3 separate regions of the Mus musculus genome follow, and all the other regions are linked to region 3. The links are chromatin contacts, called in public HiChIP or PLAC-seq and promoter capture Hi-C maps. All regions are on one chromosome and are shown on one strand. Each heading gives the region's core, a stretch centred on a gene start, on an enhancer-like site or on the middle of the called end of the contact. The rest is flanking DNA. Distances are from core to core; before and after follow the strand shown. Region 1 holds the start of Nucks1 (nuclear casein kinase and cyclin-dependent kinase substrate 1). Region 2 holds the start of Ppp1r15b (protein phosphatase 1, regulatory subunit 15B). Region 3 holds the start of Rbbp5 (retinoblastoma binding protein 5, histone lysine methyltransferase complex subunit).

Evidence for each region. Promoter capture Hi-C pulls out the DNA fragments that hold promoters and counts their contacts. HiChIP or PLAC-seq counts read pairs in DNA pulled down with a chosen protein or histone mark.
Region 1: a promoter capture Hi-C map of erythroid cells shows a contact between it and region 3, with 6 times the contacts expected there. The contact joins the promoter of Nucks1 here to the promoter of Rbbp5 in region 3. A contact is called at or near these places in 1 of 39 promoter capture datasets (erythroid cells), 3 of 484 Hi-C or Micro-C datasets (CD4 T cells, the G1E-ER4 cell line and embryonic stem cells) and 3 of 115 datasets of contacts at active chromatin or transcription factors (the 230-238 cell line, memory CD8 T cells and neural progenitor cells).
Region 2: a contact with region 3 is called in an H3K4me3 HiChIP or PLAC-seq map of the SCID.adh cell line, with 13 read pairs. The contact joins the promoter of Ppp1r15b here to the promoter of Rbbp5 in region 3. A contact is called at or near these places in 1 of 39 promoter capture datasets (pre-B cells), 4 of 115 datasets of contacts at active chromatin or transcription factors (the SCID.adh cell line, bone marrow-derived macrophages, memory CD8 T cells and 1 more) and 1 of 9 other capture datasets (adipose tissue).

Annotation. Positions count from the first base shown.
Region 1 is chr1:131,909,204-131,911,903 of GRCm38.p6, reverse strand. It overlaps Nucks1 (nuclear casein kinase and cyclin-dependent kinase substrate 1), which reads right to left and starts at 1,446. Exons shown (of 7, transcript NM_175294.3): 1 at 1,154-1,446. The coding sequence starts at 1,170.
Region 2 is chr1:133,129,833-133,132,532 of GRCm38.p6, reverse strand. It overlaps Ppp1r15b (protein phosphatase 1, regulatory subunit 15B), which reads right to left and starts at 1,367. Exons shown (of 2, transcript NM_133819.3): 1 at 1-1,367. The coding sequence starts at 786.
Region 3 is chr1:132,476,091-132,478,790 of GRCm38.p6, reverse strand. It overlaps Rbbp5 (retinoblastoma binding protein 5, histone lysine methyltransferase complex subunit), which reads right to left and starts at 1,424. Exons shown (of 14, transcript NM_172517.2): 1 at 1,264-1,424. The coding sequence starts at 1,282. 6030442K20Rik (RIKEN cDNA 6030442K20 gene) reads left to right here and starts at 1,727. Exons shown (of 2, transcript NR_165177.1): 1 at 1,727-2,069.

The DNA.
Region 1 (2,700 bases), core at 197-2,696, 570 kb after region 3:
TAATTCATCCTCCGCAGTTCCCTCTCGCGAGTGGGAGGGGTGGTAATCTACCACCAATAGATTATCTTGTCAAGGAGACATAGTGGGGCACAAAACCGTTGCCAGATCCAAACCTCTCCTTGGTATTGGGATACTTTCGATACCAAAACTTGAAATGAATTCATAACTGTAAAAATAGTTAAGAACTAAAGGCAATGGGGCCAGGTAAAGCTCCTTTACAAGTAACATCTATTGACTTTGGTCTCGGTCTCTGTCCCTCTGTCTCTCAGGCCTTAATAGATTGGACTAAACCACACCCTCCACCCAAGCCACATTCTATACAACAGCTCTGGAGGGCATTAAAGGGGAGCCCACCGAGTGAGGGGAAACCGAAAACTTCTTGAAGCCATGTGAATAAAAGTCTGATCGCTAGTGGATCGTAGTCCATTTACGATTAACGTCACACGGGGAAAGAGAGGGTTACAGAAGTAGCAAGAGACGCGTACTGCGGGGTGAGGGGGAACGAGAACCACACGGGATTTGGGTTAACAAGCACGTCCCTGGAGGAAGGGCATTTGTCTGCAAGCGGTGGAAAGAGAAAACTTGGGGTTAATGCGTTCAGAACTCCCAAGTGGGGAGAGGCTGTGGCCCTTATTTTACGGGGCTCAGTGTCAAAACTCACTTTTGCCCCAAGGGGAAAGGAAAACGTGGGTTCCGCCCAGGCCGGGCTAGGAGGCGGGGCCTGCCGCGACCCCGAGAATGGAGGCGGGGCCGGGCGGCGGGGCACAAGCAACTCGCTCGCCAAAACGCTAAGCCGGCGAGCCTCTGGAGGACCGAGTCCTCCGTGTTCGCACCCGGGTCGGCCGTAGGCTCCAACAGGGCCCAGGGGTGCGGCCTATGGTGTGCCTGGTGCGCGCCAAGCCCACGCCAGGGCCATGGCGGAGGTGGGGGCGGCCGCGGAGCCGACCCGGACCCTGCGGGGTGGAGGCGACGCGCCCGTGCGCGCCGCCGCCATCCTGCGCGCCGCCGAGCACCCACGCGCAAGGGCGCGCGCGGCCCCCGACAGAAGGCCGCGCGTGGTAGTCAGGAGCACGACTCCAGGCCCGTTGCCCAGGTCCTTCGCCACTCACCCCAGCCCGTTCGGCCCGCCCCGGGCCTTGGACTCCGCACTGACCTGACAGGCCGAGACATGTTCGCTGTCGAGGCGCGACCAAGTCGAGGAGCCGAGGACCAGGACCCCCCTCCCCGCGCACTCGGCGCCCCACCCCCCCGCTCCGGCCGGCGGGGCCGCTGCTGCCGAGCCCCGGGCTGCTGGCTTCTCAAGAGTCGGCGGCTGCTGGTTTGAGGTCCCTGGATCTGACGAGCCCCCCGCTCCCCCGTCTCTTCAAAATGGATGAATCAAACCAGCCGAAAATGCGCCAAAGCCGCGGTGCAACCAAACCCCGTAGGGTTTGTGCGCTCCGCCCCAGCACGCCCGCTCATTGGTGACTCCTGTCAGATGCGCCCTAGTCATTAGTCCATTTGAATCATCACGCCTCCCAGCCCCGCCCCACTCCCGGATAGGCCCCGCCTCCTCCATGGGGTCCTGTTAGTCAAGATGCGCTGAGAGCGCACGGCCGCAAAACAAAAATGGTCGCCGATTGCCCGCCCCCTGTCTTCCACGCCAGAGCTGCAGATTCGGCTTGGGTTATATCTTGGACCCCCTGCCAAATAACCTGATTTATATAGAGTTCTCTGTGGACTAGGTGGTTCTGTAATGGATTTAATTTCTCCTGACTTGATTATTTTGCAAATCAGCTAATTGCAAGACTCATGGGATAGGCAGCAGATTCGTCACTTAAGAATTGGAGGGAAATTACTTAGGTTCAAAAATTTGACCTTAATCTTAGAAATCCTGTACTCTGACTTCAGCGTTAACCTCCCAGGGCTCAGTCACGCTGCTGAAGTAGAGAGTTGGGTTCACAAGGAATATCTTCTACCCAATCTGATCTTTGAGAGCTACTTAACACTCATTAAAACCTCAATTTCTGATATTAGCATTTCAAAGAGAAAGAGGTGATTAATGGTTAAGAGGGAGACTGGTGACAAAACGCTTGCTTCAAAATTCTAAGTCCACCACTTAGTACTTAACTAGGTTTCCTCTGTGCACCTCAGTTTTATGATGAGTAGAGTAGGATACAAGGCTACCTTATTACTAGAACTAAACAAGGTGCTATGTTGAAAGGCCTTTAGTCTGGGCTTAAGTGTTAGGTTCCGTTTTTAATAGAAGATAAAATTAGTTCGGGGGGGGGGGGCAGGGAGGCTGGAGAGATGGCTCAGTGGTTAAGAGCACTGACTGCTCTTCCAGAGGTCCCGGAGTTCAAATCCCAGCAACCACCTGGTGGCTTACAACCATTTGTAATGAGATCTGATGCCCTCTTCTGGTGTGTCTGAAGACAGCTACAGTGTACTCATATATAATAAATAAATAAATCTTAAAAAAAAAAAAGTAGTTCGAGTTGCCTCAAGACTGAATGCCTAAATCAGAAGTAGAGCACAGTATCTTTGTATTAATATCTAGGATTTACTTCCTGTTATAGTTTGGATTCCATGTTCCCTAGGGACCCATATGCCAAAGATTTAAGAGGCAGGACCTGGTAGAAGTTAGGACATTAGGAGTGAGCACTTTAACATGATGTGGGAACCTTGACTTGACCACCCTCTGTCTTTCTTGCTTGCAGC
Region 2 (2,700 bases), core at 118-2,617, 650 kb before region 3:
CTGAGGGTGACAACCATCTTCAGAAAGATAGCAGCTCTCTGGGGTTAGTGTTCGGAAACCCACAAACTGGCCACCTCCAGCGCTGCTCTGACAGCGCAGCCCTAACTGGGGAAGGTAGTCCAGGTAGGAAGGGTTCAGGAGATAGGAAACTACCTTGAAATTACCTAAGCTCTGAACGCTCAGAGGCCCAGAGGATGAAGAGTCAAGTTCTCGGTGGGAGACTAGACCAGCTTGAAGGCTACTGGGCAGCAACTCCACTCCCCACAGCTGCTGCTCCAGGAGGAAAGTGGGCGCTGCAGAGTCTAAAGCTCTTTCCTGGGCCTTGAGTTTTAACTCCAGGTCTGAGGACGAGCACTGCCACTGGAGTCCCTCCTCTAGCCAATCAAGAGAACTGACAACCAAGTCTTCCGAAGAGTCCAGCCGCAGTGAACTCAGAGACTTCTGCACCGTGGGAGCGGCAGATTCCTCCCGTCCTCTCAAAGCTCTCAGGGCGCTGTAACTTGCGGCAAAATCTAGCCATCTGGTAGGAATCAGGCCCCCGAAAAGCTGGCTCCAAAGCAGCAGCTTCTGGAATAGGCTAGGGAGCAGGGCAAGGAGCTGAGAAAGCAATTTGGTCCAGTACCTGGTCCGACGCTCGGGCAGAGCGGAGTTCCCGGGATTTTGTCGAGAGGAAGGCGGCGGGAACTCCGAAGAGCAGGCGTGCGATCGCCGAAGGAAGGGCAGCCGGAACCAGGAGCCCAGCCGAGGGCCAGGCCGCTTCCGGGCCCTGTGCGTTCCTGTCTCCATCTCCTTTCCTTGGCGGCTTCTCAGACAGGAGGAGGACAGAGCTCAGCGGCGTCAGCGCAGGCTGGATCCGAGGTCTACACAGTCTCCGCCTTGCCCAGCCACGGAGTGGGTACTGCAGTCCGATTCCCGCGCCGGCAGAGGAGGCCCAGAGAGCGGCGGCTTCCGCAACGAGTGCTGCACCGGACGGCCCAGAGGCCCGCGCAAGCGGTGGCGACCGCGGTTAGGTCCATCCCGGCTAGGGAAGGAGACGTCCTAGGCCGTGTGAGATCGCTCCACCATAGAGAAGACCCTCCCTCGCGCGGCGGCGACGGAGACGACGGCGGCGTTTCCGGTGGCCCGCACGGAGGCGCGAAACGCCAAGGCGGAAAGGGTGGCTGGGTGGCAGGCGAGGGCGCAAAGAAGCGAAGCTCAAAATGGCCGCAGCCGCACACCCGGAAGCTGCAGGGCGAGACGGAGGACCGAGGGCGTCTACTCCCTACCGCCCAGCGGCGCCTCACGTCATTCGCCGAACCCCCACCCTTGCCTCCCGAGAGGCGGACTTGCCTCACCCTCGTGCGTGGCCTCTGATTGGCCGCGTCTGTGGTCCCTGTCGGCTTCCTTACTCGGGGTAGAGCGGGGCTCGCACGCGGCGAGTTGCATCAGCCGGACCTAGGATGTACGCTTGCGCAGTCAGTTCATTCTGGTCTCCTAGGAGACTCCGCGCCCCACCCTCTAGGTCAAAGGGAATGGCTGGGGAGGTGAGTGGGTTTCAAGAGAACCCGAGAATTCTCCCGAGCCCTTTTTTATGGATCCGATTGCTAGGCAAATTATCCGCTTATCTGACACGTGTATCGGTCTTCTCCTATTAAGGGCGTAGGAAGACTGGAGTGAAACGATGTAGGCAGTGCTGTATAACCAACTCGCCTGGTGCTAAGACACACATCATCCCTAGTGAATCATAGTGAAACTGAATCACTCACACATTCCTGTCCCCTCTGCTTTAGGATTTCTAAGTCTCTAGCATTGCCTGTGATCTAATTTGGACATCTTTCAGGGTCCATTTGACAAAATACCCCTCAGAAAGAAAAACGCGGTGTTACTAGCAAGCTGAAGTCACAGGTGGGAAGATAACTGTTAACTAACTCAGAAACAGCGCGTTCAATTCACTTATTTCCTCAGTAACAAGAGCCACAGAGTAGAGCATCCGGCGAAGGATAACACATTGGTGACTTTTGTCCTCTGAAAAATATTGGCTGATTAATTTTAATTACTGTAATAAGGGGAGGATTTTGTTTGTTTGAAACAGATTTTACTATGAAGCTCAGGCTGGCCTCAAACTAACCACAATCTTTCTGCCTCGGCCTTCCAACCAAGTACTGGCTGATTTATCTCTTACTAGTTTGGTTTCTTTCTTCCTTTTTTATTTTTATTTTTTTCTTTTCTTACTTATCTATTTATTTGTTTATTTGAGGCCGGGTCTCTCTACAGAGCCCTGACTGTTTGGAACTGGCGATGTAGACCAGGCTGGCCTTGAACTTATTAGTTCTGTCTCTTCCTCTCCAGCAAAGAGATTAAAGGCATGCACCACCATGCCTGGTCTTTAGTTCACTTTCTTATTCTCATTTTAATCCACAATGCAAAGACCAAGTGGCTATCACAGAGCGTAGTGGTTACACTAAGGAGGAGAATCTTGCTGCCCTGGGGGAGGGTCAGCTGATCCTCATGACTTGTTGAGCAAGGAACAAGCTCTTTCTTCCCTGAAACCAAGAGTTTTTACTGTTTACGCCCCCACAACATCTTATTACTTGTGTCTGGCAGTAACTGGTTTCTTAATCCTAAAAGCTTTAGGAAAACGTAATTAGCAATGAGTCGTTTTTTTCATAGTAGCAGGAGGTCCGAGTATGCAAATAAGTTACTTCGGGCTTCAGTTCCTTT
Region 3 (2,700 bases), core at 175-2,674:
CTTCCTTAAAAAGTAAACTGTCCAACCTGGCATCCATGAGTCTCCACAAAATAAACATCATCAACTTAAACTCTTGGTTATCCTCTTTATTACAATATCCACATTTTGGCATAGCAGAAAAATTATCTCACTGAGGGGCAGCAGAGATGGTTCAGTGGTTAAGAGCACTGGCTGCTCTTCCAAAGGTCCCAGGTATGATTCCCAGCACCCATATTGTAGCTCAAAACCATTTGTAACTCCAGTTTCAGGGAATCTGACTCTCCTGGCTCCTGTGGGCACCAGGCACATACATCACTGGTGCACAGTCATACATACAGACAAAGCACCCACACACATAAAATAACAAATTAAAAATTTTCTCATTGGTGTCTTTTATTTTAGATACACCTTTCACATACTTTCATACTTCGTCAGTATTATATCCACAAGCATGCACCCATGCTCCAATAAAGCCGCTATAAAGACAAAGAACACTTTAAAAATTATCTTTGTAAGTGGGCTGGAGAGATGGCTCAGCGGCTAAGAGTACTGACTGGCTGGGCGGTGGTGGCGCACGCCTTTAATCCCAGCACTTGGGAGGCAGAGGCAGGTGGATTTCTGAGTTCGAGGCCAGCCTTGTCTACAAAATGAGTTCCAGGGAAGCCAGGGCTATACAGAGAAACCCTGTCTCGAGAATAAAACAACTGCTTGTGTAGTTCACATTTCCGGGGATCTACACCTCCCTACGGTTAAGGACCTTAAACGGGCAGTCAAGATGACTGGATTCCAAATGCCAACTACGCCACTTAGTGCCGAATTACAACACCCTTACCTATTCCCTTAACCTTTTTTTTATTTTTTATTTTTAAAATAAAATCTGGTTAAGTAACACCTTTCCAGCAAGAGTAATCCCATCTAGGCACCGGATCCCCTGACAGGTCTTCAAAATTGACCCACCCTAGGTCACTCTTCCTCTGACTGCATCTCCAAAACTCTGGTCCTGTCTGATTTGTTACTTCAGCACCTGCGATCTTCGAAATCACAGCTCGGACAAAAAGTGCCTCAATGACTCCACAACTGATCTGAAAGCGGTTTCAGAAAAGTAATGCATTCTCTTCGGACAGAAGCTGGTCTTACTCCTGCTGCTGCAACTCCACCTCACGAGCACTCAATGAACCATCTCCGAAGAGTGTCCCTAAGGTTGCAGCCTGCGGTCCCTCCCGCCCAGGTTCCCTCCTTCCCAATACCGAAGGGTTTGCTAAGTCGCAGGCAAGCCCTCCTCACCCAGCAACTCGAGGTTCATCCCTGCAGACGCTGGCCGCCTGGTCTCCGCACCGGCAACAGTTCCTTCTCCCCCACCCGCTCAGAAGCCCCGCGTCTAAGTGGGGGGCGCCGCGAAGAGCCTGGCGCAAGCTCCGGAGACTTTCGGACTTAGAAGGCCCCGCGGCTTCCGCTTTCCTCCCCCGCCTTCCTTGTTCGTTTTACGTAGCTGTCCACATTTCTCCCTAATTAAAAAAAATATTAAACGCTCTTGTAATCAAACAACTATAATATTATCGAGGGAGAAAAAAATGTCATAGTCAGTCGGAACTCCAAAAAGTACAAGAATGTAAAGCTTTTCTCTCCGGGACCACGTAAGTGAGCAAGAAATTTCAGGCATATCACTAACCCACTAATACTCACAATGCCGTGTGTTCCTTGGGTTGTCCCGGCGGCTGCCTGAGACTCCGCAAGAAAGGTTCCGGGCGATTCTTTCTACCGCAGGAAAGCGGGAAAGGTCGGCCCCTAGTGCAAGAGTGTTGGAGCTCTTTGGCGTGGTCAGAGCGCGTGCTGGCTTGGCTCACCTTACTATGAGTACTATAATTACTATGTGTCTGACTTAGTTTCGTGAAGATTATTTCACGTCTCTAAAACTATGCTATGCATCACATAAAACGGCACGATAGTATTTGTTAGGCCCTTTCCTGCGGTATTACTGTGTACACAACATCGATTAGGGCACAGGAACATTGTCAAGAGAGATGGACTGAGTGTCCCACAGTTCTGTCAGACTTGATGTACACAGAGCAATCAGAGAAGACCAGCTAATGGTAAATAATGGGCGTGGGGTGGGAAGTGTTTATCCAATGTGGTGGGCAAGTCACCCCTGTGTAGCTATAATGACAGTAATCTAGAGGTCCTCCTAACTGACTTCACCGTTATGGGTATTTAACCCTTTCCTTGTGCGTAAAATGACAGTGATAATAATACTACTTAGAGAATTACGAGGATTAAATGAGTTAAGCATATAAAGTGCATAAAAAAATCAGGTGACAGCAAGTATAAGCCATTATTTACCAGTTACTATCTCCTAAATATGTCTTTCATGTAGCCATTTAACCCAAAAACAGTAATTGAGGCTCAGAGATATTGGACAATTTTCACTCCCTTTCGTGTCCAATATTTCCGAAATGCTATCCAAATACTATAGAACCAGAAATAATTTGTAGAAATATTTCTGCACTTCTCACAGTGATTTATTATCAGGTCTCTTTGGCTGTACCCACTGGCTTAGTGAAACAGAAAAAAAAATACATTGTTTCACTTATGAAGTAATAATGATGAACTTTTCACGTGTATATGGGTTTATTTTCTGTAGGCAGACTGTTGGTGTCCCTGGCCATGTTTTTTTCTAATGGAACATGCATTTTGTAAAATTTTCAAGGAAGGAATAATATGATC